Linked DNA regions of Bicyclus anynana: region 1 is linked to region 2. A link is a contact called in public Hi-C data. All regions are on one chromosome and are shown on one strand. Each heading gives the region's core, a stretch centred on a gene start, on an enhancer-like site or on the middle of the called end of the contact. The rest is flanking DNA. Distances are from core to core; before and after follow the strand shown.

The links. Hi-C and Micro-C count contacts between places; a contact is called where the count stands out from the background.
Region 1: a contact with region 2 is called in a Hi-C map of whole body, with 7 times the contacts expected there. The contact joins two enhancer-like sites. A contact is called at or near these places in 2 of 2 Hi-C or Micro-C datasets (whole body and whole larva).

What each region holds. Positions count from the first base shown.
Region 1 is chr3:17,631,333-17,635,734 of ilBicAnyn1.1, reverse strand. It overlaps LOC112047931 (zinc finger protein ush), which reads right to left. Exons shown (of 3, transcript XM_052889999.1): 3 at 2,662-4,402. It overlaps LOC112047932 (probable RNA polymerase II nuclear localization protein SLC7A6OS), which reads left to right. Exons shown (of 4, transcript XM_024085243.2): 4 at 939-1,376. The coding sequence ends at 1,273. Among protein-coding and RNA genes, the nearest start is that of LOC112047932, 4.6 kb to the left of the region's middle. Within about 2 kb of position 2,009, at least 8 of the 8 cell types and tissues checked have open chromatin away from gene starts, as enhancers often do.
Region 2 is chr3:17,355,544-17,360,002 of ilBicAnyn1.1, reverse strand. No RefSeq gene overlaps it. Among protein-coding and RNA genes, the nearest start is that of LOC112048899, 5.2 kb to the right of the region's middle. Within about 2 kb of position 3,117, at least 4 of the 8 cell types and tissues checked have open chromatin away from gene starts, as enhancers often do.

The DNA of each region.
Region 1 (4,402 bases), core at 760-3,259, 280 kb before region 2:
TTCTCAGCCAAGAGTTGAAAAATGGTTTTGTAGCCCCGTACCTGAGAAAGCACCTTATGACTTTACTCTTGGTCATTATCATTAACATTTTGTTAATGATACAGTTCGCGCGGCGAGAGTTTGGCTTTGACCGTTATTGCGCAGAAATCAGAAATTGGGTATCAACGGGCATTAGCGGGGTGCGGGGCGGGTGCGCGGTGCTCTGATTGGCGCTCCAGTCGTTACCTGCCTCTCGCACCGAAACGACGTACCGCGCACTCCTGTTGTACAATCACGTTCACAAATGAATTGCTATTTTCGTTAATTGTTGTCGATTGTTATTATTTGTTGAGTTTGTTTGTTTAAGTTTTTTTGTTAAATATTAATATTACCCCCTTTTGGTGTTGCAGATTATCCAGGGACACACTGTATTTAATAATTATTTTAAGTTTTCTTTTGTTCTTATGTACCAATTTTACATGTATCTTGGAATAAATAATTTTATTAAAAACAATTATTTAGAATTTTCATTGCTGTCTCTGTATAAACATTTTAAATATGTAAAATAACTATCAATAGTTTTAATAAATGAAGAAGTTTATCTACTTCGTATTATTTTCTAGCATTATTATCACTATACATGAATTTTGACCCACTCAAATATCCAACCTGGTACATAAAAAAGGAAAAGTATTGTGTGCGTGACAGTACCCATGCGCAGTAATCCCCTCCATCCGAAGGTCAAAGCCAAACTCTCGCCGCGCGAACTGTACTGACTGTTTGATAATGAATTTAACATTCTCTTAAAGAAGCTGAATAGAAGCAGTGTGGCGGGTTTTATCTCCATATACTATAATACTATAATGATTGAAATGAGAGGCCATTGACTGCGCCGTTAGAGTAGGTTAATAATGACTATTATGGGATACTATTACTAATTGAAAGTTTTTTTCTTACAGAAGACGATCTATCAAGCGACGCTGGTGAAGACAAAATATACGACGAACCTGCAGATCTGTACCACGAGGACGTGAAACGGTATGGTGAAGCATACGCCAAGTATAAAGCTCGTGTGCTATCAGAACAACCTGATTTAGCTGACAAACACGGTGTTGCTGTCAGCAACAACTTTGCTGAAGGTAGGAGTTTAATTCATTCCAATGAAATGGAAGGCGATGGTTACAAAGACGATAGCGATGATGGTTTCTATTACGGTCAAGATGAGGATTCCGAGCATTTCAGAGAGCAGTATGCCGATGTCAGCGAGTCATCTGATGAACAGGAACCCGATTGAGTTTCATGAAAATCTGTTTAGGTTTTTGTTAAGGTTTTAATAAGTGAAGGTTATAATATAGATTTAAGTGTTTTACTTTGAAATATAGTTTTGTACATTAAAATGTATGTTTATTGGTTAATCATGATCATCAGTAGAGCTTACCAAAGCAGGGATCAAGTTTATATATTTTTTTTAATTTATGTTAGGTACTACAAAAACAAAGGAGTCTTGTGTTTAATGTGTATTCATACTAATTAATTAATTTAGACCAATATTATAAAGAGGAATGATTTGAGTGTTTGTTTTCATTGAACAGGCTCTGAAACTACTGAACCTATTTGAAAAATTATTTCACTGTTGGGAAGCACTATCCCCGAGTGATATATGCTATATTATAACCCCGTATTCCTACGGGAACTGAAACCATAAGAAATTAATTCTTCACCCGCGTAGTTCCTGTTCCCATGGGAATACAAGGAAAAAACCGAGTGATGTAGACCACACCATTGAAGTAAATATCTTTCAAAAAAATGTAGAAATAAATGAATCCTAAGAATTGAGAAATTCCTTTTTTTAACTTTTAAAAACAAAACGCCATCTATGAGCCTCAGGCATAATTGCATTGCAACAGGTTCAAGAAATGGACAAAAGGGGATTGTTTCTGAGTTCTCGTTGAACGCCATCTACTGGTAGTTTAAAATAAACACCGTTTTACTCGGAGTGTAGATGGCAGCACGCATTCGCCCGTTTTAGCTGGACCCTATCACGTAAGTCCTGGGCTTTCGAATTTTAAGGTCCTGTGTACAAGTCTTATAGACTATGGAATACCACTAAGCTTTTTTTCCAAGAAGTTTTTAGTATCTTCTTTCTCTCTATATGGAGGTCTTGGTTTTGACTTACGGATCCAAGACTTGGTCGCTAACTATGGGCCTTATTAGAAGGCAACATAGGTCGATGGATGTTGGGGTCTAGGTCTAGGTCCTAGGTGCTGGAATGGCGACCCCGCACCGGTAAGCGCAGTGTTGATCGACCCCTACTAGATGGACCGAGCACATCAAGCGGGTTGCAGGGAGCCGCTGGATGCTGGCGAATCGAGACAGTTTTGTTTGGAAGTCCATGCAAGAGGCCTATGCCCAGCAGTGGACTCCATCGGCTGATAATGATGATGACAAGGAGGGAGGTCTGGTCATCAGCGGGCTCCAAGTCCACGCCTTTGCAGGTGTCCCATTAAAGATCGGTCTGAGTTCACGCCTTTGCAGGTCTGAGTCCACGCCTTTGCAGGTCTGAGTCCACGCCTTTGCAGGTCTGAGTCCACGCCTTTGCAGGTGTCCCATTAAAGATCTTAATTCTTAAGTCAAGCAGGTAAAAGTTTTTGGGGGTTTAAATAATAACAAGTTTGGTGTTAATATGTGATAAATAATAATTTATTGTCTTGCGTATTATACAATATCAATGTAGTACATCACGTATTCAGTATGTATCACTTTATAACATCTCTATGGTTACAATTATTTTACGTGGCGTACAATTTATATACTAACGATTTTCGTGTAACTACGGTAGGCAACTTGGGATTGGGACTGTGGTACCTTTGGGAGTTAGTAGTTTTCAAGGCTCTAGACTCTCCTATTTATATGTATTTTTTTAGCTTATTAAATGAAATGATGTCTCCAGTCGCTAATCACTGAACTACGTGGTAAACAAACACCGTTAAAGACAGGGTTGCCAATTTTTTTTTTTTTTTAGAAAATATAATATTTTATGGAACAAGCAAAAAATTTACATTTATTCAAAAAACTATATTTATTGACACTCGTTGCATTTTTGCTTTTTCACATTTAATGCTATTTTGTTTTAATTTGTTAATTATGTCAGAAACATTATTAAAGTTCATAAAGTTTTAAAATGAAAATTTGTATGTTTGGAAATATACTTAGTATTTTTGCGTATTTCTTTAACAGCGTAAAGTAGGCTGACCCGAAATATAGTACAATACTATATATTACAGTAAGGTTGGCGACCCCCGCCAACATCTCGCTAGAGACACTTAATCTCTATCGAGATGTTAGCGAGGGATATGATTTCTCATCATATTATCCCGTAGTAAATAATACTTATAACAAAATGTATTTTATATTTTGACAAAAGAAGTTATGGTTCCTTAAAACTTGCCTCCCAAAGCCACCACTGCCCAAACTTGATAGTTACCTACCGTACTTACATAAGGTAGGAGCACGAGCTGACAAACTTGCATCTTAAAATGACGAAGGTCTCGCCATTACAGGCTTATATACTACCCTTGCGGATAAAGAAAGTTTAGAAATGACAGTGCATCTATCCACTTCTCACTCGCACGTTTTGATTCGTCATCTTTAGCCAATGCTCCTAAGGGTCCGTTTACATCTATCAATGAGCCACTCGCAATCACTTCCTGCAGGGTTATTATGTAACTCGGTGTACCATTCAAACAATCAATCACTACCTACATCGTTTTTCTAACATGTGTTTTCAACGTAATGACATAATTACAGTCATTTTAAGTAAAGTAAAATATAATACCTAGTCGTGGAAGTAGCCCATACTAACGTTATTATAACAAAAAATAGTATTTATGTAATTCCGTTGAAATTATCATGTTAGATTATTGTAGAAACTAAAAATCATTACAAGTTGATATGAGCTGAACGGTGCAGTCAAGATTATTTAATCGAAATAACTTTTTCTTTTTAATACGATCAAAAATGATGACTCATTAATTGAATGGTACATTGATATACGTAATAGACCCGCTGAACTATCTTTGTTCAATTGATTACAAGCTCATTCACAGTTCATTCATAGATGCACAAAAACCTAGACAAGCACAATTTCTATTGAAGATCGTATCAACATTGTGATATAATTTAGCAATAATTTTATTCGAGAATATCACCTTAATATAACTAGATGTTTTCTTTTTAATTAAACACTGATTATGGCACGTCACATCAGATGCTTGTTGAGGGTATACAAATAATGTCATGATACGTTTTATATTAGGAAGGATTATTAAAGTCGTAGACAAAACATTTTTTCATAGAGTATTTTGCAAATTCGTGAGAATTTGAAATGTATTTGGACCCAATACTTTGGGTAGTCAAACATTCA
Region 2 (4,459 bases), core at 1,868-4,367:
CAGAGAATTAAGAATATTCTCTGGTATACAGATTTCCTCACGATGTTTTCCTTGACCGTTTGAGACACATGGCATTTAATTTCTTAAAATGTGTGTGCATTTTAAGAAATTAAATGCCATGTGTCTCAAACGGTCAAGGAAAACACTTTCAACTTTAAAGTTGAAGTGAAGGTCCCCGGACCGGATTCGAACCCACACCCTCCGAATCGGAGGCAGTGGTCATATCCTCCCTCCCTCTCACAATATGCGTTCTTAGCGGACGTCTACTAACTAGTAGGTATGAACTACGTCCCTGCCATATAAACTTTTTTCATAATTTGTATTTGACTAAGTAACAACAATTAAGTGACTAATAATTCAATGACTACTTATAAAAAATACTCTGTCACATTTTTTTAGTATTAATGAACAGTTTATAAAACAATCAAAAATATAAGAGGCCATTTGTCTAAATATTGAAAACTAGCGGATGCCTGCGACTTCGTCCGCGTGGAATTTAGTTTTTCAGAAATCCCTCGGAAACCATGGATTTTTTCCGGGATAAAAAGTAGTCTATGTGTTAATCCAGGCTATAATAAGTATATCTTAATACCAAATATCAGCTAATTCGGTTCAGTAGTTGAGGCGTGAAAGAGTAACAAACATTCATATCATCAAAATCATCAGTTTTCGCAAATCTCGGGAAACCATGAATTTTTTCGGGATAAAAAGTAGCCTATGTGTTAATCCAGAGTAAAATCTATTTTCATTCCAAATTTCAGCTAAATCGCTTCAGTAGTAGCGGCGTTATAAAGTAACAAACATCCAAACATACCTACATCCAAACATCCATACAAACTTTCGCGTTTATAATATTAGTAGGATTACTGTGTGACGCTTTGTGTCGAACTGACTCCAGAATGTATTAGTTTTGAATTTGTATTTGGAACGGCTACATCACTGTTGTGTTCCGTCCGCTCTATCTGCCTATTATTCTTTAATCTGTGGCAACAATACAATGAAGACATCTTGCCGACCTATCGCTCTAGAACTGGGTAGTGCTGTGGTTCTAAACAAATAGGTCCTTTCGATTCCCAGCTCGGGCAATTTGGAGTTTTATAATTTCTAAATTGGCTCAGATTTGGTCTGGTGGTAGACCAGTTACCCTACCGAGAAAGAAGTAAGACGTACCGCCAAGCGATTTAGCGTTCCGGTACGATGACGCGTAGAATCCGTCGTTGCTAAGGCCAGAACATGGTTCCACATGGTTCCACGGAAGATCAGCGCTGCGCTGGTGCATCCATCACTAGTGTAGCACATGCTGAGTGGTGACCATTTTGGTACCACACACATCATTTTTTTGGATTTAATTTAATCATTAGTTTAATATCTTTAAATTATTAGTTTACTATATTTTTAAAATTTCTTTCTTTTGTTTTAGGTATTTGTTGTATTTTGTGTATTATGTGTGTGTGTCCAAATAAAATAATTTTCTTTCTTTTCTTCTTTCTTTCTTTCAGAAAATACCTGTGCCTCTTCCAAGTACCTAAGTCCGCTTCCATTTTAGACTGCATCATCACTTAATGTCAGGTAATTTCAGTCGAGAGCTTTCTTATACCTACAGGAATCCAAAAATTACCGCTTATTGCAATTTACCATGTTTATAAGTAGAAATAGTTCGACTACAATACAGCATCATCATTATCAACCGATATTCGGCTCACTGCTGAGCTCGAGTCTCCTCTCAGAATGAGAGGGGTTAGGCCAACAGTCCACCACGCTGGCCCAATGCGGATTGGCAGACTTCACACACGCAGAAAATTACGTTAATTAATTAATTAATTAATTACAATACAGCAAATTAATTTAAATACCTTGGTGCAGCAGCCAGGATTTTTCCCTCAGAATCTTACTCTTTAGCGGTTCAAAATCAAAATTCGTTAATTTCAAATAGGTTTATAGCTTACTACTTTTGAAACGTCTTTGACTATACGTAGAGACTCTATTTCGGAAGGCAGGTTTTTCTGAGAACCAAACATTTTTATTTATTTTTTTTACCCGACTGCAAGAAGGGTTATGTTTTTCGCGCGTATGTTGTATGTTGTATGTAGGTATGTATGTATGTAATATTCTTTATTACCTCATATCTTCCAAACCACTGAACGGATTTAAGTAATTAGGATATCGTTAGATTTGTCTCAATAACCCAAGTGTTCTTAGATAGGTGCAACTAAAAAAAAATAACAAGACGACTGTGAGACGCTATAGACTCGAGGTGATAAAAAGAATCTTATATTGCAATATAGGTATCAAATTCAAGAGCTTTTTGTGAGGATTCTAAAATGGTATATCATGGCCATGTTTAAAAAAAAACTATAATTAGAAAAACGTTATTTATTAGTTGTCTAAACAAAATACACGAGGCGGATGACTATAAGTGCGAGCAGGTTTGTGAAGTGAAGTTATAAAATAGACAAAATGAAATATATTGATTATAAAAATCGGCTAAGTGCGAGTCGGATTCGCCCACCGAGAGTTCCGTAGAATTTTTTGAATATTTGCTTAACCTCAGTTGGACGTATAAATTATCGTACTTTGTAATAAACGTAATAAAATAAATCAAATAAAAACCCAACTGCATAAATTATACAAAAACTGAAAAGAAAAAAACAAGCTCAGTCCAGAAGTGTAGAAAGCAATTGGAAAACAGTCGGAACCTATTAAAAAATGTAGAAGAAAATCATTCTATTCAATAGAATAGGCCGGGATTTTTATTTGTTTAATTAATTAATTTATTATTTATTTATTTCAAACTTACACAAGCATTACAGGTTCTGCAGAAAAGAGTCAGCTCTCCTTCAAACCACCTTCAAAGGATCACTAAGGCGCGAAAAATAACTATAATCAGTAGAAAGAAAATATAATTAAATATTTTCTATCTACTGATTATAGTTATTTTTCGCTTCTTAGTTACGTGGGTTGTAATTTTATATTTTTAAATGGGTTGTAATTTTTTTTTTTAATGTTTCAACATTTTAATCCAATCCTCGGAAAGAGGCGTTCTACTTCCTAGAAAATTAATACCATAGCGCCATCTATCTTAAGCCCTAAACAATACGACGTTAACTTCCACCAGTACGTTAGCATCAACGTGCGAACCTTTTCTAGAGATTACGTGCTAGTTTAAAAGCGCTAACAAAGATGGCGCTGATACATTCTTAAACTAGTTTTAGTGAAATGTCAATAGATGGCACTAAATGTAAATTAGCTTCAGACTGTTAGATTTTCCTACAGATGAATTCGCTGATGTTGCAACCTGTACCTTGTTTGCCGAGTTTGTAGTGTATAAGCTTTTGGGAATCTTAAGATAAGCTTTTTGAATATTTTTTTTTTTTTAACTTAAACTTTTAAACTTAACGATTTAACAATAACTATTATGTACTTACCTATAGTCGGAACCCCACGGTTTCAACCGTATAGAGAATACGGAGATAAAATATAGCTTATGAGACTCACAAATAACGTGGCTTTCTGTGTGTAAAGTGGTAAAATAATTTTCAAATTCCCTTAGATCACCCCTACAACACACGTAGAAAATAAAGAAAATTCTCAGGTATGCAGGTTTCCTCACGATGTTTTTCCTTCACCGTTTGAAATACACGCGATATTTACCTAATTTCTTAAAATGCACATAACTGAAAAGTTGGAGGTGCATGCCCCGGACCGGATTCGAACCTACGCACTCCGAATCGAAGGCAGAGGTCATTTCCACTAGGCTATCACGACTCTCCATTCAATAATATTTTCATTGAGAACATTGCCCGTTGCTCATTAGTTTGTTATTGTTTTAATAGGTACGTACCTATTTAGGTTTGTAACAAATAGACATTATGACACGGAAGTTGATCTCATGGTCTGATGACATCACTAGGAGATCCCAGACGCTTTCTTTCACACTATTTTGTTTGTACCTACCTGCAATTTAAGATCCCAGGTTCGAGTTTTATATCGGATAACAAAATAGATTGAGGTTTAATTTTTTTTTTTTTATCAATATTTGAGTATCTATATAAAGTAGGTGTGTTTGGTACCGATAATTATTTGAGTAATTGCTTTATTTCTAGCTTTTCGAAATTACAATGCTCTGCCAATAACTATAAACTTAGATCGTGCCGCGTTGCAAGAACCAGTTCATGACTAAGGGCCTCCTATGGGTTCGAAACTAGTAGGGCATACTCCGACATTGTATCACGTGAGTTTTAGCCGTGTTTCATAATTAATTAATAACAACTATAAACTTTAAGGTAAGTTGTTTTGTGAGCTTGTCTGAAATAATTCTTTAACTTATATAAAACTAACAGCCTACTATCGCAAAATCCGTTAGCAGACTTACTAACTATAAACTACCTCCCTGCCGAATACCATCTTTGTACGTTGTCAATTCTTTCGAATATATTTATTACGATGTACCTACCACTTG